6 separate regions of the Sus scrofa genome follow, and all the other regions are linked to region 3. The links are chromatin contacts, called in public HiChIP or PLAC-seq maps. All regions are on one chromosome and are shown on one strand. The core of a region is the stretch at or near the end of the contact, and the rest is flanking DNA. Distances in the headings are between cores, read along the strand shown. Region 1 has its middle 190 kb from the start of AGR2. Region 2 has its middle 160 kb from the start of AGR2. Region 3 overlaps LOC110255481 (a long non-coding RNA gene). Region 4 overlaps LOC102158500 (anterior gradient protein 3). Region 5 has its middle 220 kb from the start of AGR2. Region 6 has its middle 89 kb from the start of AGR2.

Evidence for each region. HiChIP or PLAC-seq counts read pairs in DNA pulled down with a chosen protein or histone mark.
Region 1: an H3K27ac HiChIP or PLAC-seq map of alveolar macrophages shows a contact between it and region 3. The contact joins two enhancer-like sites. A contact is called at or near these places in 1 of 47 Hi-C or Micro-C datasets (embryonic fibroblasts) and 1 of 2 datasets of contacts at active chromatin or transcription factors (alveolar macrophages).
Region 2: a contact with region 3 is called in an H3K27ac HiChIP or PLAC-seq map of alveolar macrophages. The contact joins two enhancer-like sites. A contact is called at or near these places in 7 of 47 Hi-C or Micro-C datasets (brain, embryonic fibroblasts, fetal heart ventricle and 4 more) and 1 of 2 datasets of contacts at active chromatin or transcription factors (alveolar macrophages).
Region 4: a contact with region 3 is called in an H3K27ac HiChIP or PLAC-seq map of alveolar macrophages. The contact joins two enhancer-like sites. A contact is called at or near these places in 1 of 47 Hi-C or Micro-C datasets (embryonic fibroblasts) and 1 of 2 datasets of contacts at active chromatin or transcription factors (alveolar macrophages).
Region 5: a contact with region 3 is called in an H3K27ac HiChIP or PLAC-seq map of alveolar macrophages. The contact joins two enhancer-like sites. A contact is called at or near these places in 1 of 47 Hi-C or Micro-C datasets (embryonic fibroblasts) and 1 of 2 datasets of contacts at active chromatin or transcription factors (alveolar macrophages).
Region 6: a contact with region 3 is called in an H3K27ac HiChIP or PLAC-seq map of alveolar macrophages. The contact joins two enhancer-like sites. A contact is called at or near these places in 3 of 47 Hi-C or Micro-C datasets (embryonic fibroblasts, mesenchymal stem cells and retroperitoneal adipose tissue) and 1 of 2 datasets of contacts at active chromatin or transcription factors (alveolar macrophages).

Annotation. Positions count from the first base shown.
Region 1 is chr9:86,240,467-86,244,681 of Sscrofa11.1, reverse strand. No RefSeq gene overlaps it. Among named protein-coding and RNA genes, the nearest start is that of AGR2, 190 kb to the right of the region's middle. Within about 2 kb of position 2,916, at least 5 of the 83 cell types and tissues checked have an H3K27ac peak or open chromatin away from gene starts, as enhancers often do. A contact at or near this core is called in alveolar macrophages, where this site is marked.
Region 2 is chr9:86,211,899-86,216,341 of Sscrofa11.1, reverse strand. No RefSeq gene overlaps it. Among named protein-coding and RNA genes, the nearest start is that of AGR2, 160 kb to the right of the region's middle. Within about 2 kb of position 2,446, at least 4 of the 83 cell types and tissues checked have an H3K27ac peak or open chromatin away from gene starts, as enhancers often do. A contact at or near this core is called in alveolar macrophages, where this site is marked.
Region 3 is chr9:86,836,826-86,840,790 of Sscrofa11.1, reverse strand. All of the region lies in intron 1 of LOC110255481 (a long non-coding RNA gene), which reads left to right. Among named protein-coding and RNA genes, the nearest start is that of SNX13, 250 kb to the left of the region's middle. Within about 2 kb of position 1,905, at least 18 of the 83 cell types and tissues checked have an H3K27ac peak or open chromatin away from gene starts, as enhancers often do. A contact at or near this core is called in alveolar macrophages and retroperitoneal adipose tissue, where this site is marked.
Region 4 is chr9:86,116,067-86,120,333 of Sscrofa11.1, reverse strand. All of the region lies in intron 1 of LOC102158500 (anterior gradient protein 3), which reads left to right. Among named protein-coding and RNA genes, the nearest start is that of AGR2, 64 kb to the right of the region's middle. Within about 2 kb of position 2,058, at least 4 of the 83 cell types and tissues checked have an H3K27ac peak or open chromatin away from gene starts, as enhancers often do. A contact at or near this core is called in alveolar macrophages, where this site is marked.
Region 5 is chr9:86,268,745-86,273,176 of Sscrofa11.1, reverse strand. No RefSeq gene overlaps it. Among named protein-coding and RNA genes, the nearest start is that of AGR2, 220 kb to the right of the region's middle. Within about 2 kb of position 3,061, at least 3 of the 83 cell types and tissues checked have an H3K27ac peak or open chromatin away from gene starts, as enhancers often do. A contact at or near this core is called in alveolar macrophages, where this site is marked.
Region 6 is chr9:86,141,137-86,145,052 of Sscrofa11.1, reverse strand. No RefSeq gene overlaps it. Among named protein-coding and RNA genes, the nearest start is that of AGR2, 89 kb to the right of the region's middle. Within about 2 kb of position 2,027, at least 6 of the 83 cell types and tissues checked have an H3K27ac peak or open chromatin away from gene starts, as enhancers often do. A contact at or near this core is called in alveolar macrophages and retroperitoneal adipose tissue, where this site is marked.

The sequences.
Region 1 (4,215 bases), core at 1,667-4,166, 600 kb after region 3:
AGGTCACAGACATGGCTCAGATCTGGTGTTGCTGTGGCTGTGGTGTGGGCCTGCAGCTGCAGCTTCAATTTGACCCCTAGCCTGGAAAATTCCATATGCCACAGGTATAGCCCCAAAAAAGCAAAAAAAAAAGTACTCAAAGTAACTATTATATTAATTGCCTCTCTTTTACACTCTTTCCATCTTCTTTGATCATTGCTCCTGAATGAGTTTAAGTCAATCAGATTACATGCACCTCCTGATAGGCTGGCTTTCTGGGCAGCCTCACAATTGATTCTGCTTGCACACTTGAACCAGACCTACCAGGACCTAGACCTCTTCTTGTGAGGTAACTGACAAGTCAAGGATCAACTTCCCCCAGGTAGAGAAACCATCTGCTGCCAGGCATAAAGAAAATAAAGTGTACAGTCTCTTGGCTGTGATTCTGTGAGAAGTTGGTGAGATTCATAAAGGGCTAAAACCATTTTCATGTACATGAGAACAGCTCACTCTGTCCTTGGCCTTTAACACAAGGAAATCATGGATTTTTGCCTATTTGCTTTGTATTGACTACTTAAACAAATTCCTACTTATTGTAATGATTTTTGGTTAAATTTTTAGTGTACAATCATATTACCTTTATTTAAGGATAATGTTGCCTCACTCTTTCAAAAAGTTACTTCAGCTCCAAAGCAGGTTATACTTGGTTTGAAGGTTGAAAAGAGTAATGAGCTTTCTGAGTATTTTTGAGATACATGGATGTAAAGACAAAATGTTAAATACAGAGTAACAGAACTCTGTCCTGTTTTAGTAGTAGTTTAGATGTGAGGCAATGATGAACTGTTTTAGTAGTAGTTTAGATTTGAGGCAATGATGCATGAAATGGGATGGTTGCTTAAAGGAATACAGACAGAGAAATCGCTGAAGATTATTTTCAATTTTCAACAATTGCTAGATGGGGAAGATAAGTAGGCAATAAAAAATAACTTCAACATTTTTAATAGGCACCATGAACAATAACTAACCAACAATAACCATAGGTGCTAGATTTTTATAGATGTTGAAATATATTATATGATAGAAACCTAAAAGGAAGATTTAAAAAGTAAATAAATCTGACTTCCTAGTTTATAAACAGTGCAAATCAGATCAAGAGAAATCAGCAGATATTTATTTTCTGCTAACTCCATGATCTCATACAATCTTGTTAAATAAAACCAAAATATCTCACAATAATTACATTTTTATAAAGTCTTCACACTACACAAAGCACTACGAATACGTTGCATGTAGAAATGATCCCTAGAGAAACGCTGAGAGTTTTTTGACCCTAAAAATTCCTAAAAATGTTTACAGCCTATAAAATATTTTCTGATTTCAGCTGATAATCATAACCCATCCGTTATTCTCTTGCAAATCCCACTCTACCGGTGAAACTCTATTTACCCTTTAAAGCAATCTTTTCCTCTTTCCTTGAAGCGGGGGCGGGGGCGGGGGTGGGGGGGATTAAGGGGCGGAGTAGATGAAATTGGAGTAGAGGCAGCAAGTTGCTAGACAGGAAAAACCTCAGTAATGGTGACTTTCCTGGGCAAAGGAATAAATCAGAAGATCACAGAGTGTACTGACGACTCTTCTATGCAGCCGTTGTGGATCTCCACAGATAGTCATTATTTCAGGACTCATAGCTCAGGAAACCATATAGCTGCTGATACGAGTGTATCTGCCCTGTTTCCATCTCCAAAAACAAAATAAAAATTATTCCTAGCGCCCTTTCCATCACCCTCCCTCACCTTCAAATCTTTCCCATCCTTAGCTTAACTCATTTCCCTTACTCAAAGGAGGGCAAACAGTGGCTTGTGTTGCTAGCACAGTCAAACCACAGAGCGCATTGCCATCCATGTTTTCCCTGGTCTCAACTTTCCAGATTATTCTCCTGGCCAAGTAAAGATTTTAGAGAAAGCAAAAGAAAATTTTATGAGAAAGGTTTAAAATAAAACAAAGTAAACCACAAGTAATTCTATTTATTCCATGATAAAACTAACTTTGTTCAGCATTACTTCTACTTAAAAAAAAAAAAAAAGGTACGTTTCCAAAAATTCGTAAACTCCTCTTGGTAGAATAGTTTATTCCTTTAGTAAAGTGAAGGTGTCTGTAATAGATTCCACTTAAATCCCCTTTTGTTGCAACTACTAAAAACACTGTCAAGAGTTTAGTAAAAATAAGATTGCTATTACAAGCATATTTTTCCAAGTAACATTCCCTCTCTCTCTATTCCACTTCCTTTTTAACTATCCTGCTCTTTTCAAATGGTCAAGGGTCATTAAGAGAGTGGAGTAGTGAAGATAACGAGGGTCTGGATAATGTTGATGAATAACAAAAAAAAAAAAAAAACAGTTTTATGCACACTTTTAATCTCCCAAAGTTATTACCATGTGAGAAATTGATGTCTGTAGCTAATGATCTTATCCCAGACTCTGATCTAATTTTGAAAATGCAAGAACAAAGCACATGCTGCTTCTATTCCTATTTGCTTACCCCATTTACTGTGACATCTGCAAAAAAAAAAAAAAAAATGGATTATGAAATAATTTTCTTGGGGATAGTTTTTGAGAAGTATTTTTCCCCTTTTTTTTTTTTTTTTTTTTTTTTTTTTGTAGTTTCGGGACACTGGTCTTGGGTAACTTCTCTGAGACCATGCTCCCAGAAGTAGCAGCTGATTTGACTAATGTTGGCTGCCTCTCAAGTAGTCCTAACAACCATTCTCACTGACTCTATCTGGCAGGTACTCCTAAAACACTCAGTCATTCAAAGTAGGTGACCCAAAAATATCCCAGTCATTCATGCATCTACTCAACAAACATTTATTGGTAGAGTGTTATGTTTGCAACATGAAAGTAATGTTTCTGTGATCAACTAATAGCGAACCCTTTATACCTAATGTACTCAAATCTCTTAGCTCCCCCTATAGGGAGGATTGGATTAAAGTAGGGAGTGAAGGGAGAAAAATTCAAAGGCAGGCTCAATTTCAAGTAGAGAATTAGAGTCTGGAAAAGTCCATTCCTGCTGTCTCAAAAGAGCAACCACAAATAACGATGCTACTTGTACAGCTGCCTGATAGAATGAGTCAAGGAAGAGCATACTTTCACTATTTAGTGACAGAAGCAATAACATCTATCACAAAATATATATATATTTTTTTATAAAATATATATTATGAGAATATATTGTATATATATTTTTAAAAATTCATCTCTGCTACTAATCATTCTTTTTACTCCCCTGTTTCTTGTGCAGTTATGTATTAGCATTAGCAAAGGCTTTTACTGATGCAGCAATTACTCAACATGAGTTTAAATTTCTATTAGGTTTGTCTAATGCATTAATTTGCTAATTATTCATAATTCATAACTCGTTCACTATTCATAATCCAGTAGTTCAATAAACATCATCAATTAATATGTATATAAACTCACAATTTCTCCCCTCCATGTTTATCCTGAAATAGAAAAGCAGACCTGTACTAGCATTTCCAATTCAGTGAGGTAGGAACTCAAATCAGAATGTGTATAAGGCACAAAGTCCTGTGGCAACACATCAAAAATGATGTGATCAGTTCTGTGTCATTGATAAAAGGGATGAGATTTAAAATCTCAGAGATAGATATCTGCTGATTTCTCCATCAAGTCAGACTGATCTGGTTTGAATAGCTTTTATATTGTTCCTTACTCCACACTTACCCTGACAACACAATAATTCAGACTGTTATTAGCAAATATCTAAACTATATAGTTTCCTAAGTGGTTTCTACACTATCCATCTTTCTCTCATTTCATCCTGAACATAACTACACATTTATCATCTGGTATTACCTTTTGTTCAAGCCTCCAGCCCCTCTCATACATAATTTTTTTAATATAGAAATAAGGTTAAATGCCTATAATTTCAGGACACTATGATCAATCGAGGCTATATCATAATATAGAAGTACGTGTTGTAAATGTACATCCACTTAGAAGGTTACAAAGCAATATCTGTGTAACTGCAAATAAAATCATGGGGTATTACAGCACCCCAAAAGTCCCTTCATATCCACAGTTTACAACTCCTCACTTACAGTTCTTTCCCTCTCTGCTAGAGGTAACTGCTATACTGTCTGCTATTAATTGTCATCTTGCCTTTTGTGGCAGCTTGATTGTAATCACAGCTTTGTTGGACAGTTAGATATGAGCTCAGATT
Region 2 (4,443 bases), core at 1,197-3,696, 620 kb after region 3:
CAAAACAAAACAAAACAACATGATACTAGGAAAGGAAGAATAGAAGCAAGGAAAGGCAAGCAAGGGCACGGAAAGGGTAGGGTAGAGGAAGAGAGAAAAAGGAAAATAAAAGCAAAGGAAAAAAGAAAAAGAAAAGGCATGAAGTAAAGTATAATTGGGATATATAATCTTTTACTGAGGTTTTGTCATTTGTTAAAAATAAAGTATGTTTTAAAATCAAGGACTTGCAGAATAGACTTGTGGTTGCCAAGGGGGAGAGGGAGGGAGTGGTTGGGGAGCTTGGGGATAATAGATATTGCCTTTGGAATGGATTAGCAATGAGATCCTGTGTGTAGCACTGGGAACTATGATGGAGCATGATAATGTGTGAAAATAGAATGGGTACATGTATGTGTAAATGGGTCACCATGCTGTACAGCAGAAAAAAAATTGTATTGGGTAAATAACTATTAAAAATAATAATACTAATAAATTAAATAAAGTATGTTTTGAGTTCCTTTATGGTGCAGTGGTTAAGGATTCAGCATTGTCACTGCAGCGGCTCAGGTCACTGCTGTGGTGCAGGTTCAGGCCCTAGCTGGGGAACTTCCACATGCACCAGACACAGCCAAAAAATTTTTTAATTTTTTTAAAATAAAGTATGTTAGTTCATAATTACAGTTATTTAGTTGATAGAGATTGCCTTTTGTTGCAGAAAATGTTTGTCATACTTGAAAGATTTTGAAAAAAATCTTAGTGCTATTGAACCTGTTCAGAAATTATTGTCTGGTGATGCATAATTTGGAATATTTCCAAATTTAAGAGTTAGTGAAATGTCAACCAACCTAATATTATTTATTATTTTAAAATAATATTACCCCTCAGTGTCACCCCTGAAGCCAAGATTTTCATATTTTCATAGTCGGGTTCATTAACCACTGAGCCATGCCAGGAACTCTGAGGAAGTACATTTTAATATTTACCCCTGGAAGACAATGACAAGGTATTTTATTTTGCTCAATTAGAAACCCAAGGGCTTCTGTGGACCTGGTGTCTCATTCAGGGTGTCAGAACCCAACCTCAATGTGCTGGGAAGGTTTACCTTACCCAGGTGTCTGTCAGCATCACTATCATCACCATAGTTGCTACTAGTTACTGAATGCTTCCTATATACCAGACACTATCTTCCCATTTCCCCTTTGGAAGACAGTTTTGGCTTTGAAAATGCCTCTGCTTTCAAAGTTTTTAGTATCAAGTTCTGCATAACAGAAACCTAGACCACGCCTCACACTTAGCTGAAGCTCAACAAATGTCAGTTTTGCTTCCCTCCTCCTGCGTCCCTTGCCATTCTAGGTTGAAATGGCTCTTAATTATATCATGGCCTTTCATTAATATTTGAAAATTTCTAGTTGCTCAAAGTTCAAGTTCTGGAGAACTGAAATGTTATTAACTGGTTTCTTAAGAGGTTTTAATTTCCTTCAGAATATTCTGAAAACTGCCTGGGTCCCAGTTGGTCTCTGGAATGCATTATTTGTGCCTCTTTCTACTTTCCCCTCTCTAGTACAGTCATGTTTCTAGGCAATTGCCTCTAGGATCTTTCCATGCTAAAATAAAGAAAGTCAGCAGAGAAACTGGTGAGATTGAGTCCAAGTTGAAACCAATCCTTTGTTTCATATAAACACGGAACCTGATGATTTCTCAGTAGCACCATTATGTAGACACTGACTGGTTAGAGGTTGTAACCTGTAAGTACTTCATATCCACATTATGTAATCCAACTAGCACAAGTGGAGTCATCTGTAACATATAAAACAGGTACATTTTAACAAATAAGTTCAAAGTGGCTGGCTAGTGGACTGAACAAGAACCAGGAAGAGGTTACCTAACCAAGCTGAAAGGATTCCTTTAAGTACAAGTTTCAAAAATTAAACTTTGCTTAATGGGAGAAAGGATTTTAATTGGCTTATACAGCACAAGGAGTGGTACTCAAAAGATGTTCTCAGAAAGCTCACTTCAGTCCTCCATCTGCTATGCTTTCCCCTGTGTTGGCTCTATTCTCAGACACGCTTTCTCTCCAGGTAGTGCTAGAGATGGCTTCTAACAATCTCAGAAGGAAGGGCAGGGCCCCCTGCAGTGGCTTCAGTAAAAGACATGATTTGCATCACTTGCCCATCCTGGGAGCAATCACTGTGAACACAAGGAGAGAACAATGACCAGGCCAGGGAGAGGTGCCCAGCCCTGGCTGCAGAGAATGGAAGCTCCAGTCCAATCCCACTGGCATAAAATGGGGCAGGAGACTGGCAGGAAAAGACTAACGCTTACCAGTTAGATACATCCTCTTGAAAATGTGCAGAAGAGAGCTTTTCGAAAATAGAGGAAAAAGATTCATAAGTCCATGACCTAAGCATCTGGAAATCAATGTGACTCGACATGGTTAGAAAGCCAGAAAAATTGCTGCTCTGATTGAGTAACTGCAAATCTCAAAAGAGAACTAAAGAGAGGAGGAAGCTGAAGAAGCCAGTATGAATACATAGAAACATCAACAAAAACAAATAGAAAAGCATGTTAAGAAGTCTAAATTTTAAGATGTAAAATGTCTATACACTTCTACAGTCAGTAAAATGGGCTTATTACTGATGCTTGAAGCAAAAAGTTGGTCAGAGATATGAGACTGTCTTCTCTTTCGTTTTTTTTTTTTTTTTTTTTCTTTTTAGGGCCACATGAGGCATTTTGAGGTTCCCAGGCTAGGGGATGAAGCAGAGCTGTAGCTGCCAACCTACAACAGAGCCACAGCAAAATGGGATCCAAGCCGCATGTACAACCTACACCACAGCTCATGGCAATGCTAAATCCTTAACCCACTCAGCAAGGCCAGGGATCAAATCCACATCCTCATGGATACTAGTTGGATTCATTTCCGCTGCACCACAACAGGAATTCCGAAACTGTCTTAAGACAAATTTTTTGGAAGAACATGAAGAAGGAAGTCCTGAATACCTATTTAGTCTGTTCTCTCCTTAAGTTTTAGCAGTGCTGACTGATGCCACCCAAAGGCTGTTCTCATCTCCAAAGCAACAGAAATAACTTTCACCAGAGTTGCAATGAACCTAGTCAAGGATTACATTTTACACCTATGTGTGGCCCCTTACAGCTCAGTGTGGCCATTTGACAAAGTTATGGAAAGCAAGAATAAGCAGGTTATTTAAAGAAAGCTGTCTCAGCAGTGAGTCACCTTGCCCCTTCTACTTCCAGCTACCTTGAAGACACAGGTAATGGATGGAACTCCAGCAGCTTGTTGGACCTCGGGGCATAAGAATGACAGAGCAAAAAGAAAGGAGGAGATGGATCCTTGCTCACCTGGGATCACATTTACCTCTATTTTGTTGAAGGTGCTGTGGATTTTGTGTTTTCTGTTATTTACAGGAAAATATAACAAATAAAATGATCTTCTGATTGAAAAATTTTGAATTGACTTTGGTAAGCCAAGATAAGGAAAGAGAGTCATTTGTTCAATACAGCAAAATATGCTTTGTGGCCAAGTCAGTGGTGGCTGTAGTCCCTGCCCTAGAGAAACTTAAATAATTATGTAATAACTCTAAATTAATGAAATGTCACAGCAGGGAAAGCCTAGCTAGGGCAAGTGAGAGTTTTAAAGTGAAATATGATGATAATTTAATAATCATAAAGTATAGAAAATGCAAAAAAGCTGGATATGAGGAATTCATTATAGTTTTTCCAAAAGGAGAGATAATTTAGAAATAACAGCTTTGTATAACAAAGTTCTAGGACAGATTATTTAAAATATGGTTTCTAAACAATGGACAGGGAAGCAGTGATGACTGAAATATGTGGCAGATATACCAAAAACCAGTTATAAAGAATTACTTTATTTTCCTCTGTGATAAAGAAATGCAGCCCATGAATTTTTCAGCGAGAGTTTGGCTGAGATGTTTCATAACATTCTTTAAGGTGGAAAAACCAGGCTGAGTGTTTGGATAATTAGGTGAATTTGTAACTGGACAACTAGTAATGATTCTAATTAAAAGATTAATACCAATCTAAAGAGATTTCTAGTAGCAATTCACAGGAGTCTCCTTTGTGTCCTATTGACTCCTTTTCATCACTGCTTTTGATGAAACTACGGAAGGTCCATTCACAAAGCACAGAGGCAACAGAAGTCAAAAGAGACTATGGATACAGTGGATTACAGACTCAGAATTCAAACTCTTTTGAATAATGAGCTCTAAGATAAAACGTAAAATGGACAAACATAATACACTGATGTGAGGTCCAGAACTTAGAAAGAAGAAATGGGACAGAAACTGACTTAGCAGTATCTATCAAAAATTTCAAAATTTCATGCCATGATTTCAATAGGAACTAATAGTATGATATGTCTGCACAAATTCAAAGATGAGTTCATTTTTCAGTTGCAATAGCAAAAGCCACAGGAAAGAGCGAGGT
Region 3 (3,965 bases), core at 656-3,155:
GTTTAGCAGCAGTTTATACACTCACAGTAATTTAAAGAAAAATAACAGAGGTGGAAGGAGGTAAGGATAGTAGTTATCTTTCAAAATAAGAACTGAATATATTATACTTAAAATTGATAAATCTAATACCATCATAAGCACAGTTTTTAGAAACACAGAGATAAATACTTGAAAAACAAAAAGCAATAAAAGCACTTGGTTTGGATATTGAGATGAGTTAGAAGTGTAAGGCAAGGGGCAGCAGTTTTTTAATATGCTTTTTTAGACTCTTATAATAGGTCTTTAAAAAAAAAAAACATGTTTCACACAATATCCTATGTTTCTGGGTCAAGTTTTACAGAAAAATCCAGATTTGAAAGTATTGGAATCCAACTCAAGCCTGTGCTGGTCCTGAGAACTGAGGTTACTTTGCAAATGGACTTGTGTCCTTGCCTGCCCTTCCCCTGCCCCCACCCCACCCCTCCCTCTGCATTGGGATTTCTAGTTCTCCCTTTGGTGAATCTCTGTGTTACTGTTTGTTGAGAATGTTTATTCAAAGTTCAACAATTCCATTCAGTTTTTCTCCAATTTCTGTTTCTTATTTTATTTTTATTTTTTATTTTTTGCTTTTTAGGGCCACAGTTGTGGCATATGGAAGTTTCCAGGCTAGGGATTGAAGGGAGATACAGCTGCCAGCATACACCACAGCCACAGCAACATGGCATCCAGGCTGTGTCTGTGACCCACACCACAGCTCATGGCAATGCCAGATCCTTAACCCACTGAGCAAGGCCAGGGATCGAACCTGTATCCTCATGGATTCTAGTCAGGTTCATTAACCACTAAGCCACGAAGGGAACTCCTTTTTTTTCTTTTAATTCAAGTATAATTTTTAAAGAAAATATTTAAAAAATTACACATCGAGTGTGATCCTAATAATACAACATTTTCTTTTTCTCTCTGCCTGTCTCTAAAGCTACCAGAAGTGTCTGGATTGTGTTCAGTAAAGATAGTATAGGCTAATCTGGGAAGCAGGATATGGTTGATTTATTGCCTTCTTTCTATGTGACTTTTTATATTGCTTGACCTCATTTAAACAGAAAACTATTATTTTTGTAAAAAAACAATATGAAAACTTGAAAATAATTTCATCCAATTACCAACTCATTTTGAAACTCTTTGATAACTGAAATGGCATTTTTTTTCCCCCTCTTTACCACTCTGAGTAACTAGTTGCGAGGACTAGGTCCTTATCAAGGTAAACCTTGTGCTTCTCTCCAGGTGTATTTGTATGTACGTAAGCTTTCTGAAGTCAGATACTGTGTGTGTGTGTGTGTGTGTGTGTGTGTGTGTGTGTGTGTGTGTGTGTGTGTGTGTGTGTGTGCTGTGTTCAAAGCTATATCCCTAGTGCCCAGAGCAGTGCCAGGTGCATGGTAGGCCTTAAAAAAATTCTATGAAAGACTAATTGACAAAGAACTTGGGGCACATTTTATAAGATCTAGTATGTTAGCAAAAAGTGTTTATAAGAAGTACAAATTAGGAGTTTGGGATTAACATATATACACTACTATGTGTAAAATAGATAACTGACAAGGATCTACTGTGTAGCACAGGGAATTCTACTCAATATTCTATAATAACCTTTACAGGAAAAGACTCTGAAAAAGAATGGATATATGTATAACTGATTCACTTTGCTGTACACCTGAAATTAACGCAACATTGTGAGTCAACTCTACTCCAATTTTTAAAAAGTACACACGTTACCAGGTATTCATCATGCCCTTTTGAATATTCTCATAATGCCTATTTTTTTTTTTCCTCTAAGATCAGTTTCATAACGCAGCTATCAGTCCCAGAGAACTGGAAGTTTTGGTTGCATAACTGTCCTTAGTTGTTCCTCAATTCAGCATCACTGCTGACCAGTGTAAGATGGGTGTGACGTGCACTGCCTTTTCAAAAGAGCCGTGTTGGGAAGCACTGACTCATAGTGTAGTGAGAAATGGAAATGACGACCCAGATAAAGAATGTCTAAGCCATTGACGAACCTAACAGAGCTGTGGAGGGTGGCATGGGTGTCCTCACATGCCCACTGCCCCGATTGAGCTGCTTGAGCTGAGACATAGAGTCATGCCTAGGGCCTGGCTCTGACTTTGCAGGGTCCCTGCTGCCTGCTCCCTCCTTCCTCTTATTCCTGAGGCTCTCGGGACTCAGTCAGCTTCCCTTTTCTGTGTAAACCTACTCCTGGCTGTGGGTTAAGAAGAACCCTGCTTCCTCCCCCACCCACAGTGTTCTCCTTGTCTCTTTGCTCCTGTAGCATTTTGGATACAAGAAACGGTGCTAGTTCACAGCTTGCATTCCAGGTTTGAAACACTTGGGTTTGAACCCTTTGCCCTCTTATGGGCTTTGATAAGGCACTCAGCACCTCTAGAGCCTGTCTTTGCTCATCTGTAATAGTACCTGCCTACAGTATTATTGTGAGGGACTAAATAAAAATATTGAGGTAAAGCACTTAGCACAGTAGTCACTTTTTTCTAAGCAACTTGAGCATAAAGGTTGCTCAATAAATCTTTGATTAATGAGTAATTGCATATAAGTAGGTGTACATATTATAATATCATCTATAGCTATGTATAATATAGAATGAGGTAAAAATGGTGTTTTGAAACTCTAATTTGCTTATGACTGTGGATAACATTATTAGAATAATTATGTATAGCATTATTAAAACTCTGGGTTAATTACATTGGAGATTTTTCCTCACTATAATTGGAATTACCAAGTTTAATTATTCTTGGCTTCAAGAAACTTAAGTCTTCAGGACAGTAACAAATCACCAAGAAAGGAGACTGGGCGCTAGAAATGTAATTCTCTGGGCCAGTTTTGGATTAAGCTGAAGGGAGAGGATGGAGAAGATTTGAGACCGCTTGATCCCTTGGCGGCGGGAAGGTGCTGTGGGTCACTCCTTGCTGAAACCTCTCTTTCATGATGCCCAACTTCTCCCAGGGACAGATTTTTCACAGTAGGCAACCTGCTGGGTGAATACACTCACACACACTGAAAGTCAAGAAGGTAGGGTGGAAGAACCAACTTCTGGGGGAGGAAAAGTTGGCTACTGAAATTATGGGTTTTAACTGATGCTGTATTCAAGTGGATGTGTCCAGAAGACTTAGGAGATAAAAATGTTATGAAGGAGGAGATGTGGCTGACAACACTGAATGCTATGAGATATCACGGAGCCTGAGGACTGAGATAAGCTATCTGAAGTCTTTTAAAGCTGTTTAATTTCTTTTTGGATATCTGTTCATCTTGAGGGTGCTTGTCACACTGTTTTGTTGGCAAAGAGAATCACAAAGTCTAGTTAAGATAAAGCTGGTTTTGATTCTACAGATAAAACTGAGGATATTTTATTAGAGAGATCTGTGATACAGGTCAACCTCATTTTATGGTGCTTCGATTTATTGTGCATTACAGATATTGTAATATTTACAAATTAAATGTTTGTGGCAATTCTGTGATAAGTTCATTGATGCCATTTTCCCAAGAGCATTTTCACACTTTGTGTCTCTGTGTCACATTTGGTAATGTTTGTGATATTTCAAGCATTTTCACTATAATTTTACTTGTTATGGTGATCTGTGGTCAGTGATCTGTGATACTACGGTTGTTACTGTTTTATGGTGGCTTGGAGCATGCTCTTAAAAGATGGCAAACTTGGGAGTTCCTGTCATGACTTGGTGATTAACCATCCTGACTGGTATTCATGAGGATGTGGGTTTGATCTCTGGCCTCACTCAGTGGGTTAAGGATCTGGCATTGCTGTGAGCTGTGGTATAGTTCGCAGATGTGGCTTGGATCCTGAGTTGCTCTTGCTGTGGTGTAGGCCAGCAGCTGCAGCTCTGTTTCAATCTCTAGCCTGGGAATTTACATATGCTGTGGGTGCAGCCCTAAAAAGACAAAAAATAAAAAAATAAAGAAGATGACAA
Region 4 (4,267 bases), core at 809-3,308, 720 kb after region 3:
AAAACAAAACACAGATATATACAGAGATGATGATGATACATAGATAAATAGACAGATAATAAATGGATAGGAACATGTTGAATATAGAAAAAATGTTTCCAGACAAAAACTGAAGTTAACATTAATTATTTCCCTGAGGAAAGAGACTAATACACTGGAAGATGGAAGGAAACCTACTTTCTACTACTGACATTTTTATACAGTTTTTTTTAATATATAGTCTCAGTGAGAGACAAATTGAAACACAGATGGATGCACAAATATCTGCACACACAAAGTGAATAGGTAATCATAATCCTCAATTCAGTTTATGGTTAATATGACCTATTAATCTTATAAAAATATGAGTCACTGCCCTTGAAAGAATTAACCCCAAGTATGGACTATCTTGACTTATTAAAATTATCTTTAATTATATGAATTTGTATTCTGTTCCCAAATGGAATGAAATAGAAAAAAATATATATAATTTTGTAGCTTGGAAATTTATGTAATTACAACCAATTATAAAGAGGAACAATTTTCTTTTGCATGTTTCACTTTATATAATTTTCTGGAGAATGACTTTAAACAGAAACTCAGAGAGGAGTTCCCGTTGTGGCTCAGTGGCTAACGAATCCGACTAGCAACCATGTTGCTCAGTGGGTTAAGTATCCGGCATTGCTGTGAGCTGTGGTGTAGGTCAAAGATGTGGCTTGGATCCCGCATTGCTGTGGCTCTGGCGTAGGCTGGTGGCTACAGCTCCAATTAGACCCCTAGCCTGGGAACCTCCATATGCCACGGGAGTGGCCCAAGAAAATGGCAAAAAGACAAAAAAAAAAAAGAAGGAAAAGAAACTCAAAGAAGGTATTTGAAATAATTTTTCATTAAGATTAAAATTCATTATAAGATTAAAAATATTATCCTCCATGAAATAAATTTTCTCAAATTTAGCAGATAAGCAACTACAGGAGAATTTTCTTAATTTACAGTATCATCTACAGAAAATTATCAGTTGAAGGTGATGACAATTCCAAATATATTAACCATAAGAACAACTTTGAAGATAACTGCAGGTTAATTTTATGGAAAAAAATAAATAGAAGATCACATTAAGATCAAATAAATAAATAAAGACCAATGGTATCAGAAATATCTTCAGAAAAACACCAGCCACCTGGTATAGGAGGCAAGTTTAGCAAAGAAACTGATTAACATTAATACACACAAAGAATAATTTTTTAAAATTTGCTATGATGTGGACTTCGTATTGTGGCTCAGCAGTTAATGAATATGACTAGCACCCATGAGGATGCAGGTTCAATACCCGGCCTCACTCAGTGGGCTAAGGATCTGGCGTTGCGTGAGCTGTGGTGTAGGTCGTAGAAAAGCGCTCAGAACCTGCACTGCTGTAGCTGTGGTGTAGGCCAGCAGCTACAGCTCTGATTTGACCCCTAGCCTGGGAACCTCCATATGCCATGGGTGTGGCCCTAAAAATCAATAATAATAATTTGCTATGATGTATATGAATATATTTTGAAGATTTTTACTTTTGAGAATAATTTTAATAGAGTATTTGTAATCTATTGTGCAATAAAACCAATTCTGGTTCACAAATATGTATTTCAAAAATTATTTAAAACTATATAATTCCAATGGCTTTCAGGACCTCCTTTTACTCTCAGACTTGTCCTGGTTTAAAGGACATAGTACATGGTCACGCTAATGGGAAAGAACCAACAACACTGATCAGCTCAGATGTAATTTCACTTCCCCTTTAGTACTTCACTTTCTGTTTCTCATCCTCACCCACTATTGAAATAGATGATACGCAAGAAGTTGAGCAAAGATGTCCTAATATTCTGAGATTTTTCTATAATCCACTACAAGTCAAGAACAAGGCGAAAGCTTTTCCACTCTAAGAGGAAAACTTAAGGATCAATGCCCAACTGTTTCTTTGCTTTGTAAGTGCTGAATTTAAAATTAAAATTTTAAGTTCCTTGGGAGTTTCTGTCGTGGAGCAGTGGAAACAAATCTGACTAGGAACCATGAGGTTGAGAGTTTGACCTCTTACCTTGCTCAGTGGGTTAAGGATCCAGCGTTGCCATGAGCTGTGATGTAGGTCATCACAGCTTGGATCTGGCGTTGCTGTGGCTGTAGTGTAGGCTGGCAGCTATAGCTCCGATTCTACCCCTAGCCTGGGAACCTCCATATGCTGTGGGTATGGCCCTAAAAAGAAAATAAATAAATAAATAAATAAGTAAATAAAATGAAAAATAAAATAAAATAAATTGTAAGTTCCTTAAACTGCAGAGGGAAGGATTCTATTTCAATGTTATATTCCAACAGGTTCCCTCTGAGAACCCTACAGATGGGAGAAAGCACAATTGGACAAACACACAAATCAGTACTATAGAAAAAGGAGAATACAACCTGGCTACATGGGGGCTCCCTCAGAATCACAAGGAAGATTCAATGGGAAAACCATAAATTTACGATATCAAAGGAAAAAAATTACCATATAAATTTACTATATAAATTACTATATAAATTTACTATATATATATATATATATCCATTTTTAAAGAACAATCGAGTTTTCGGAGAACAGTGAACAATGGCAACCTTCTTCACATAACAAATTAACGAGCACTATGTTTAAACTACGAAAACTACTCTGTCTTTTAGGTCAGAAGCAAGATAGTCACCACCTCAGCTCTTTAGTAGTGCTTTTTAAATATACCGAGTATTTAGACAAAAAAAGAGAAAGAGAGAGAAGGGAGGAAGGAAGGAAAAAAATGTGTTGAACAATCCCCTAGATTTGAGATCAGCCAACTTCTTCTGTAAAAGGCCAAAGAGTAAATTTTTTTTTTTCTTGTCTTTTTAGGGCCACACCCATGGCATATGGAGGTTCCCAGGCTAGCGGTCTAATAGGAGTTGTTGCTACCAACCTACACCGCAGCAACACCAGATCTGAGCCTCATCTGCTGCCTACACCACAGCTCACAGCAATACTGGATCCTTAACCCACTGAGCAAGGCCAGGAATCGAACCCTTGATCTCATGGTTCCTAGTCAGATTTGTTTCCACTGCGCCATGATGGGAACTCCCAAAGAGTAAATATTTTGAATATGGTCCCTGTCTCAGTACTCCACTTGGCTATTAGAATCCAAAAGTAACCATAGATGGTATATAAGGAAAAGGACATGGTTGGGCTCCACCCAGTAATTTCTATCTATGTACACTGACATTTGAATTTCATACAATTTTCATATGCCACAAAATATAACTCTTTTGATTTTTTTTTCCCAACCAATTCAGAATGTAAAAATCATTTTTATCGCTTGGGTTATACAAAAACAGGTGGGCCAGACTTGGTGACCCTGCCATAGGTTACTTTAACAATAATTAAGTCCGAAAATAGAACTTGGAGTGGTGTGTGTTTGGGTGTGTGTGTGAATGAAGGTGAGTGTGTGAGAATGTGAGTGTGAGTGTGTTTGTGTGTGCGTTCGAGGTGGGGTGAGCAGAGAAAGGCAATACTGGTGAAGAGGAAGAGAATTTTCCTTTTTTTTTTTTTGACACTACTCCACACTTTAAAAATATTCTATCATAATCATGGATTAATTATAAAATTTAAAAAACTAATTATTAAATAAATATAATCATATCTAATTGCCTTTTTTCCTGTTCTTTTTTTTTTTTTTTTTTTTTTTGCATGGTAAGGTCAAGGGTTTAATAGAGAGACTATAAAGAGTCATCAAATTATAAAAGTGTTAAATTTTAAAACAACATTTTTATTTCTCTCCTATCTCTTTCTCTCAGAAAAATAAAAGGCTCTTTAGTTGTTAATTATATTCCTGTAAACAGAGTAAACCTTAGGAATTTAGATTTGCTTTCTATCTAATCTGCAAGCTTCACTGACCTTTCATCAGGAACAATGGTGTACACACAGTTCCTACATTCATACCAGTTCCCTTCTCCCCCTCACCTTTTTGGGTGTTGAACTCCAGCCAAACATTAAATTACCTTGGGAAGAAAAAGGTAGGAGAGAAAAAAGCTCAAAGATGGCATTGGGCCTCATTTTGTGAGGACACTCAATCTTAATTTAGAGAAAAAGAGAAGAGACTTTTTATTGAGTGTAAGAAGCATGAGAACTGGAAAGAACAGATTTTTCAGACAAGCCTAGTTTTGTAAGTTTAAAGGAGAATCATGCTTGTGTTTCGATGCAGGTGGGACTGTCGATCAGGTGTATGTGTTTGTGTGTCTGTTTGTGTCTATAAATCCACAC
Region 5 (4,432 bases), core at 1,812-4,311, 570 kb after region 3:
ACAAGGTTAAGTTTGGATTCAGGTAGATCTATGTTTAAATTCTAGACTTGCTGGCATTTACTTCCTATGTTTCTATGTTTTCTCTCTGAGTTTGAGTACTCATCCACCGTTTGAGCCTTGTACCACCAGTGAGGATTAAGTAGGGGAAAACACAGGTAAAATACCTACAATACATGTAATTTACAGAAGAGTCTCAAAAGCTATTAGTTTCTTGCCTATTATGAGTGCTGAGGAACAGATGAAAAATCTGAGAGTTGGAAATAGAGACACTTCTTCTTTAGCCTTCTTATAAAGCAGCAGTACTAGTTGGGATTATGTATACTATTATTTTTTTTAAATAGTGCTAATTGAGGACAGACCTTTATTTTCCTCTTGTATGAAAGTATAAAGGGAGGCAATCTAGGATGGCTAACAGCTACTCTGCTCCATTATCTCTTCAGGTACCCAGGCTCTTTCCAGCCACCAATCTGCCATAGCTGGGGTGTGGTCATTGTCCACAGTCCAAGATGGCAGCATCTGCACTCCAGGTAGCATGATGAAGGAAAGGCAAAGAGACGGGGAGACAAAGGGGGTACATTAGCTGTTTTTTCAGGACAAACTGCCATAACATAGTCAGCCTATATTATATTGGTTGGAACTTAATGACAACATTTTGTTACAAAGGAGTCTGGGATATGGGATACATAGTCTTTATTCCAAGTAGCCATTTGCTAAGCTAAAATTTGTCACTATGGCAAAAAGGAAGATAAGCTATTAGGGGGAAAATTGTAGCTGTGCTTCAGACACCTTTCTACCTAAGAAGGACAAAGGGATAACTTCACATATTTCCATTCCTATCCTACTGATTGTCTTCATTACAAATAAACTTTGCCTACTCTGCCTTTCTGTCCTATTTCTTTTCGTTCTTTTGGAAAATACAAACAGAGGGGCTGACATGAATGAAGGACGTCATCTCTTTCCTTTCCTCTTTTCACTTACACTTGTCCTCCCCTGCCCTCTCCAGAACCAGAATTTCCATGGCAGGTAACATGCATTTCAGGCAAGTACTTTCTGACTAGAAGAAGGATCATGTCAATGGCTTATAATTGGTATTTAAATAGCAAAAATGCTTTCATGTTTTACAAATAGAGACGATTATGTGTGCACAAGTTGCTGAACTAGATTCAAAGGATAAAAATGTATCATAGGATAGCTCCCTTATGAAAAAAATAACAATACATTGATGTCTGCAAAGAACAAAAAAAGGTAGTATATAAAAACAACTTAATTTTGGTGAAGGGGCTCCTGAAGTTGCAGTTCTTCACTGAAATATCAGGCCAATGTCAGAATCTTAATCACTGCTCTCCAAATCTCTTAGGACTGCAAAATCAGGTCAGAGATTCCATCATGCACTCTCTGGTATGCACTCAAATTGTCAGCACAGGATGAAGGGAAGTGGTTTGTAGAAACTATTCCAAGAATAGGTATGAATATAATTTACACTCAGGCATTTGTTCTAACAAAAGAGCAAACACTGTGAAACTGAGATTTATGTCCAGTATAGCCAAGAGTAAATTACACTGAAAGTGAAGAACATACAGGGATGGGCAGAGCTATTTACTGCTTTGTCATGATGAGATATTAAAACAGAGTTGCTGGGAAGTTTCCACAAAGCAGCTAAGACCACAGCTAATATGAAAGAAATCTTATACTTTCCTAATTTGGATAATCGAGGTAGAGCCCTCCAAATAATAATCTAGGCTTTGAAATCCATTACCTGCAATAATTAGGAGTCATAAAACTATTTTGCTATTTTTTCTAGATTTGCCTAATATTCATTCCTTTTTGGGAAGTGCTCCCCACACATGTGCAATTTCATTTTAAATAAACTTTTTAGACTAATGCATTTTCTAGAAATGTAAATGCATGGTGGGAAAAGAAAAGAAAATATGATTATCACCCCAGGAAGGAAAAAAATTCATGACCCAATAATTTCATATAGACAAACTTCAGGCTATCTAAAAAAACCATTAATGTCTGCCAGAAAAACCAAGGTTTGCAAGGAACCAAAATTTTGGCTTCTCTTACTTTTATCTCTTAGGAAATCAGAGGTCACAACCAGGTGGGGAAGAGATTTTTTTTTTTTTTTTTTTTTTTGTCTTTTTGCTATTTCTTTGGGCCGCTCCTGCGGCATATGGAGGTTCCCAGGCTAGGAGTCGAATCGGAGCTGTAGCCCCCGGCCTACGCCAGAGCCACAGCAACGCGGGATCTGAGCCGCGTCTGCAACCTACACCACAGCTCACAGCAACGCCAGAGCCTTAACCCACTGAGCAAGGGCAGGGACCGAACCTGCAACCTCATGGTTCCTAGTCGGATTCGTTAACCACTGTGCCACGACAGGAACTCCCAGGAATAGATTCTCGATTGGGATTCACTCATTTTTTTTTCACAAAGGAAATGCAAAATCTAAATATTATGACAAATGACAAAAGCATAACACAAGTTACTCTCTAGAAGCTGTTGCATACTTGAATTTACAGATAATCCTTAGAAAGGACTTTACTCTTTCTCTTAATACTTACCTACTTTTTTCTATAAGTCTGTGCTTCTGACAACCGCATGTCTGTATACAATAGACAGACACTATTATACAATAGTCATGTATCATATTTGTGGATATATATATTCAGATGTACAATTAAAACATTCTCTAACATATATATACACGAAGGAAAGAAGTAAACATAAGGCATAATACTTCCTCTCGCCACATGGTTAACTTGCTATTTCTCCTGAATTTCATTTAAAAATTGTCAAATATGAGGGAATAAACCCAGAACACGTTTCTAGTCTCAAAGCATAGCTCTCATAGCCCAATATATTAATACATTCAGTCTTCCTCTAAAAATATATTTTTAAAATAAAATTCATGCTAAAAATGGATAGACCTTTCTTTGTTCATTGTACAAATTATTTTTCCAGGCCAACTGCTCACATCTTCCAAATGAATCTGCATTGGGAAGCCCTTGAAAAATTCAGATTGACTCATTAAGGGTTACTCTGTCATTGGTAGTTTTGACTCTGCTGGGCTGATATGTGGCAAAGGCCAGACTTCAACTTCCTCCTCAATAAAATTGGAAAACCAGTCAGGCATCCCTTCGCTTTGATTTGGACTATGTTGCTACTTGTCTCTAAGTGTTAAATCATCACCTATTATGTTCAGTGGGGATGTGTGTGTTTGTAACTTCTCTCCATTCAGTAGGTCACCCTGAAGGGTATTTTTTTGTTGGCCACACATTTTACATTGTAAAACTTACTCTATTTTCTGTGCCAAGAAATTCTGTTTGAAACAGAGCCAATGGTTCATTCCAGGAAAGGGAAGGATATCAAGAGTTTCCATGGCAATCAGTTAATGGAATTAAATTAGGCAGGAAACCTCTTCAGAATGCAAAGTGGTCTTGCAAAACAGAGTGGTTCGAAATATCCAGGAAGTGTGTCAGAGCAAACGAAAGAAATGGAGATATGAATACCTCCATAATGTAAATGCTCTGACACTAAAATAAACAATCAAAAACTCGCCTTTGTCCTATAAAAATAAACTCCCAAACAACTGTCATCTCTAATCAAATCCTTTGTTCCAGATGGTTTAGTTTTTTTAATCTTATCTCTTATGATCAACGTCATGTAAGAATATAAATCCAATTACTTATGGAGCCAGGAAAAAAATCTTTCATGTTATTGTTGTTAAATTTAGCTTTTACACCCACTAGTAATGAAATACAATTATAGCTATAGTACTGACTATAAAGTGAATCTTACACTTCACCACTGAGATCAGAAGGAACAACCAAAATTTATTTTAATGCAGAAAAAAAGAACAAATATGTAGAGGTCTTAGTTTGAAGAAAGAAAGTGAACTCTTAAAAATAGGCTCTTCATGGAAATTTAGATTATTTATGGTTTAAAAAATATCATTCTGCTTCCTGGATTACAGCAAAAAGAAATGAGTCTTTAAATTCCAGAAAATATAAGACTTGTAATAAACTAGGGATGCCCCACCTCCTGGTAAGTTGCCAAAGCTTCACAATAGTTGGTATGGAAGTACAGTATTTAACTATAAGAGTAACTATTTTTCAAATACCTTCAGATACCTCAATGGCCTGAAGTTTTTTGTTTGTTTTTGCTCTTTAAGAAAACGCTTCTCTTCTTCTGAATGGCCTTTTTTTTTTTTTTTTTTCTCTTGAAGAAGAGGATTGTTGGAGCAAACATCTCTCTCTCTCTCTCTTTTCTTTTTGGCTGCACCCACATCATGTGGAATTTCCTAGGCCAGGGATCAAATCTGTGCCGCAGTTGCCACCTGCACCACAGCTGCAGCAAAACCCAGATTCTTATCCCCTGCCCCAGAAGGGAATTTCCAGAACAAACATTTCTATAGCAGATTTACAATAAAAAT
Region 6 (3,916 bases), core at 778-3,277, 700 kb after region 3:
GAACCCGACTAGGATCCATGAGAATGCGGGTTCAATTCCTGGCCTCTCTCAGTGGGTTAAGGATCCGGCCATTTGCCCTGAGCTGTGCTGTAGGTCTCAGACACAGCTTGGATCTGGCGTTGCTACGGCTGTGACTGTGGTGCGGGCCGGCAGCTGCAGCTCCAGTGCGACCCCTAGCCTGGGAACTCCCATAAAGAAGATGTACTGGGGGTGGTGGTTGAGACTCACATTTTCTTTATACAATATAAGGGCAAATAAAGGACAGGCATTAGCTTTGTAAGTGTATATAGAGACACACATAAGATATGAACCCTGGTGTCCAGTACTGACTTATAAATAAATCAAAACTATTTTAGGAAAACTGCCTGGTTGTGCTCATCTTGTGCTTTTTAAACAGACCTCATGCAAGAGAGATATCCTGCCTATAGATTTCTGAATCCTTGTCATCACTGGATTTCATAAGTGAGGAAAAGAATACTCTTTGTTCCCTGTGAATTTGATTCTTTAATATTTTGACCATTTTTCTAACTACAGAAGGTCATTAGAATTCCAGTCATGGTTTGCTTGGACTTGACATGCTAAAATAACTTTTAGCCACAGCTTGTATTTATAATTCTCTGTTGTGCAAAGAGGCTGTTGACAGGAGATCATTCTGGAACCATACAAACGAACTCCACCTCAAACTGTTTTCTCAGGAATGTTCAAGGTTTTATAGTATACTGTGGTTTCAAATTTAGGATCAAATTTGGAAATGAACCACTTTTTGTTCAGTAAAGCAGAACTAAAATGTCACAGCTGTGAAGATGTGTGTCTTTTCTTTTTTCTTTTCAGACAGTCTTCTCATCCCAAAGACTGTCATGAGCACCACCAAGTGGCCTGTGCAGATTTTACAAACCTCTCAAGACGTCACTTGATTATAAGGTTCCATCCAAAAACCTCTGACCATCTGTTTACATGAAGAGTAACTAGTTTTTAAAAATTTTTTAGTTTTTATACATTTTTTAAAGGTTACATTCCACTTACAATTATTACAAAATATTAGCTATATTCCCAGTGTTGTACAAGGCATGCATACCTTTTGAGAGTGAATGACTCAGAAATCCATTTGTTAGACTTCCTCAAAATTTAACCACTGACTAGTAATCACTGCTGTGGCACTAAGCAGAGCTGTGTAGTCACTGACTGTATTATCAAAAGTAGATGCAACGATAGAAGGGGGTTAAAAGTAAACCCAACACTTTAGAGGGCATTCACGTTACTGATGCAGGCTAGCACCCTTCACACACATGTAGCTACACATCCCTATGGGTTCCTGGGGCAAAGCCCACCTTCACTGGGCAACTCTAACCTAGGAATAGGAAAGAGATGAATTGCTGTATTCTCCGTTTCACATTGTAACATTTCTCATCCCAAAGACCAACCACATAAGGTTCAGAGATTTTTCAGCTGATATCCCACCTGATCTTTTTTTTACCTATTCAAAATCAAGGTTTAGCAGTACTAGAAAATGAGAAAATGATGCTTAGAGGACAGTGCAACAATGTCATCCCCTTCTCTGGTTACTGATATAAACCTTGTCTGTCCTGTGGGGAGGAGGAGGAGGGTCACCCTGGGTGGCTTTAGGTAGAGTATTGACTTGAAAGCAACACCTTGAAGAATGTCTCCCAGAGCCTCAAATCCTCGGCCCTGCCCAGGCCATTCATGCCTCACTTCCGTTTTGACAAACAAAACTAAAACAGATTTTAATGGATCAGGATTTATTCAACACCTAGGAATTTGGTTTCACTTTAAGTTCAAGGAATGTTGCCTGGAAATCATTTCTAACAAAAATTAAGATTTCATGAACCAGTTAAAAACAAATGTCATTACAGTTGAAGAAATCATGTCACAACACACTTGCATAGTATTTCTGAGTCTGAAGTATTGCTGTTATTAAGAAAAACACATATGTGTATATATGTATCTGTATAAACAGATTTCTAAATAGATGGTGATTAATTGTTGCCTCAGGTCCCAATAAGGAATTAGAGGCCTAACAAGTGCCTGATTTGCCTGATCACACAGAACAAGGAAGTAGTAGAATCCTCTGGTGTCACTTTCACACTCATGGGGTATTTTGCAGTTTATAGGATGCTTGCAGCTCCTTTTGTCCCTTTCATTTGAACCTTAGAAAAAAGAGTGATATATCACCCCAATTAGAGTTAAGGAGACTGTGATTCAGAGAAAATAAATGACATGTTAGTGGCTGGAAGCTGCAGGCTAGAACCCAGCCAGACTTGTTCCATTCTGCAATAATTTGCATTGATTTCATCATTTTCAAACACTAGAGTCTTTCATTTTTTTTCTCCCAAGAACTGAGCAAGATGGGTAAAGCAGACATCATTCCTAATTAATTAGTAAAATAACTGGTATTACAGGGTTCCCACTGTGGCACTGTGGGTTAAGGATCTGACTGCAGTGGCTCCGGTCACTGCCGAGGCTGATTAGATCCCTGGCCTGGGAACTTCCATGATGTGCCACAGGTATGGCCAAAAATTAAATAGAATAACTAGCATTAAAGGGAGGAAGTGGTTTGTCCAAGGTCAGGCAGAGCTAGAGCTGCGAACACAACCAGGTCTCCTGGATTCTCACTCAGTTTCCTTCCTAAGATTCTCTACTGGCACCTTTTATATTCTAATAATCATCTACTATAAGAATCAAAGCTGAAGTGATTGAAACCCAAAGAAACAGGGAAACATATTGAGATGAAAATTTTCCAAAGAAAAAGTGAGTTCAGAAAAGGAGATTACTTACCTTAAAAGTTTTTACTTAATTAAAAAAAAAAAAAGGTTTTACTTACATAAAATCATCAAGAGGGAGCAGAAGAGGCATAAAATGCACAAAAGTCATGCTTGAAAGAAAAATGTCTGAGAAGGGTTCTAAGTTAGAAGATGGTGAAAAAGAGAGAAGTGGGGAAGTCTGAAACTCTTTAAGTGGTTTTTGGACTTCAATTTCTACGTGTCACTTTAATCGCAAATACTGACCTGAGAAAAACACCCTGGTCTATAAAAAGGCAAAATTGCCTGGAGATTTTAAATTTAGTAGCAAAAGATTCAAAAGAAATGGATATCCAGAACTGCATCTTCCAGTCTGATGGATAATCAGGTTTGAAAGTTACATTTGCACTTTCATGTAAGGCAAAGTAGGCTGATGGCAGGCAGCCCTGGACAGTGGAGCGACCCTCTTAGGAAGCCCACCACGAGACCCAGGGCTACAAAGTTCTTTCAGAAATGGGGTCAGACATCCTGGGTCCAGGTCTGTTGTAAAATGGTGTGAATAATGAGCTTCATCACGGTGACCCCATTTAAACCAACCAAACACTTGCCTGCATTCTTCCCATCAATTTGCTCACAACCCCATTGTGTAGGTACCATGCTGATTCCCATTTGATCAAACCAAGGCCTCAGACCAGAGGCACTGCTTGTTTGATTCCAAAGGTCACTGCTTTAACCTCTCCTGTTGGAAACTAAAATGTTTTTCATGCTAAATGATAAACTGGCTTTCAGGTTTTGTTTAATGAGTCTTTCGTGAACTTTATTTATAAATCCATCCCTACAAGTTCAGTTCCAAGAGTGATATCCAATATCTGACACGTCAAAGCTCCAGATGGGATCCCAGATATGGTAACAGGGAAGCACTTATGTAATTGGCCGGGGAGCCAGTCACTGGAAGCAACCCTCTAGGCCTATTTCCAGTACACATTTTGGCATCTTTCATCACACTGACATCACCTTTTATAAACTGTAATGGAAGGGGGGAAAGAGGTGGGATTCCAGCTGAGTTCCCATTCCCAGGCTGGGTATGCGCAAACCCAGATTTATCATACAGAAACTGCTAGAGTGAAGAAACTCAGCCCCTTGAACTTACTCTGATGAAA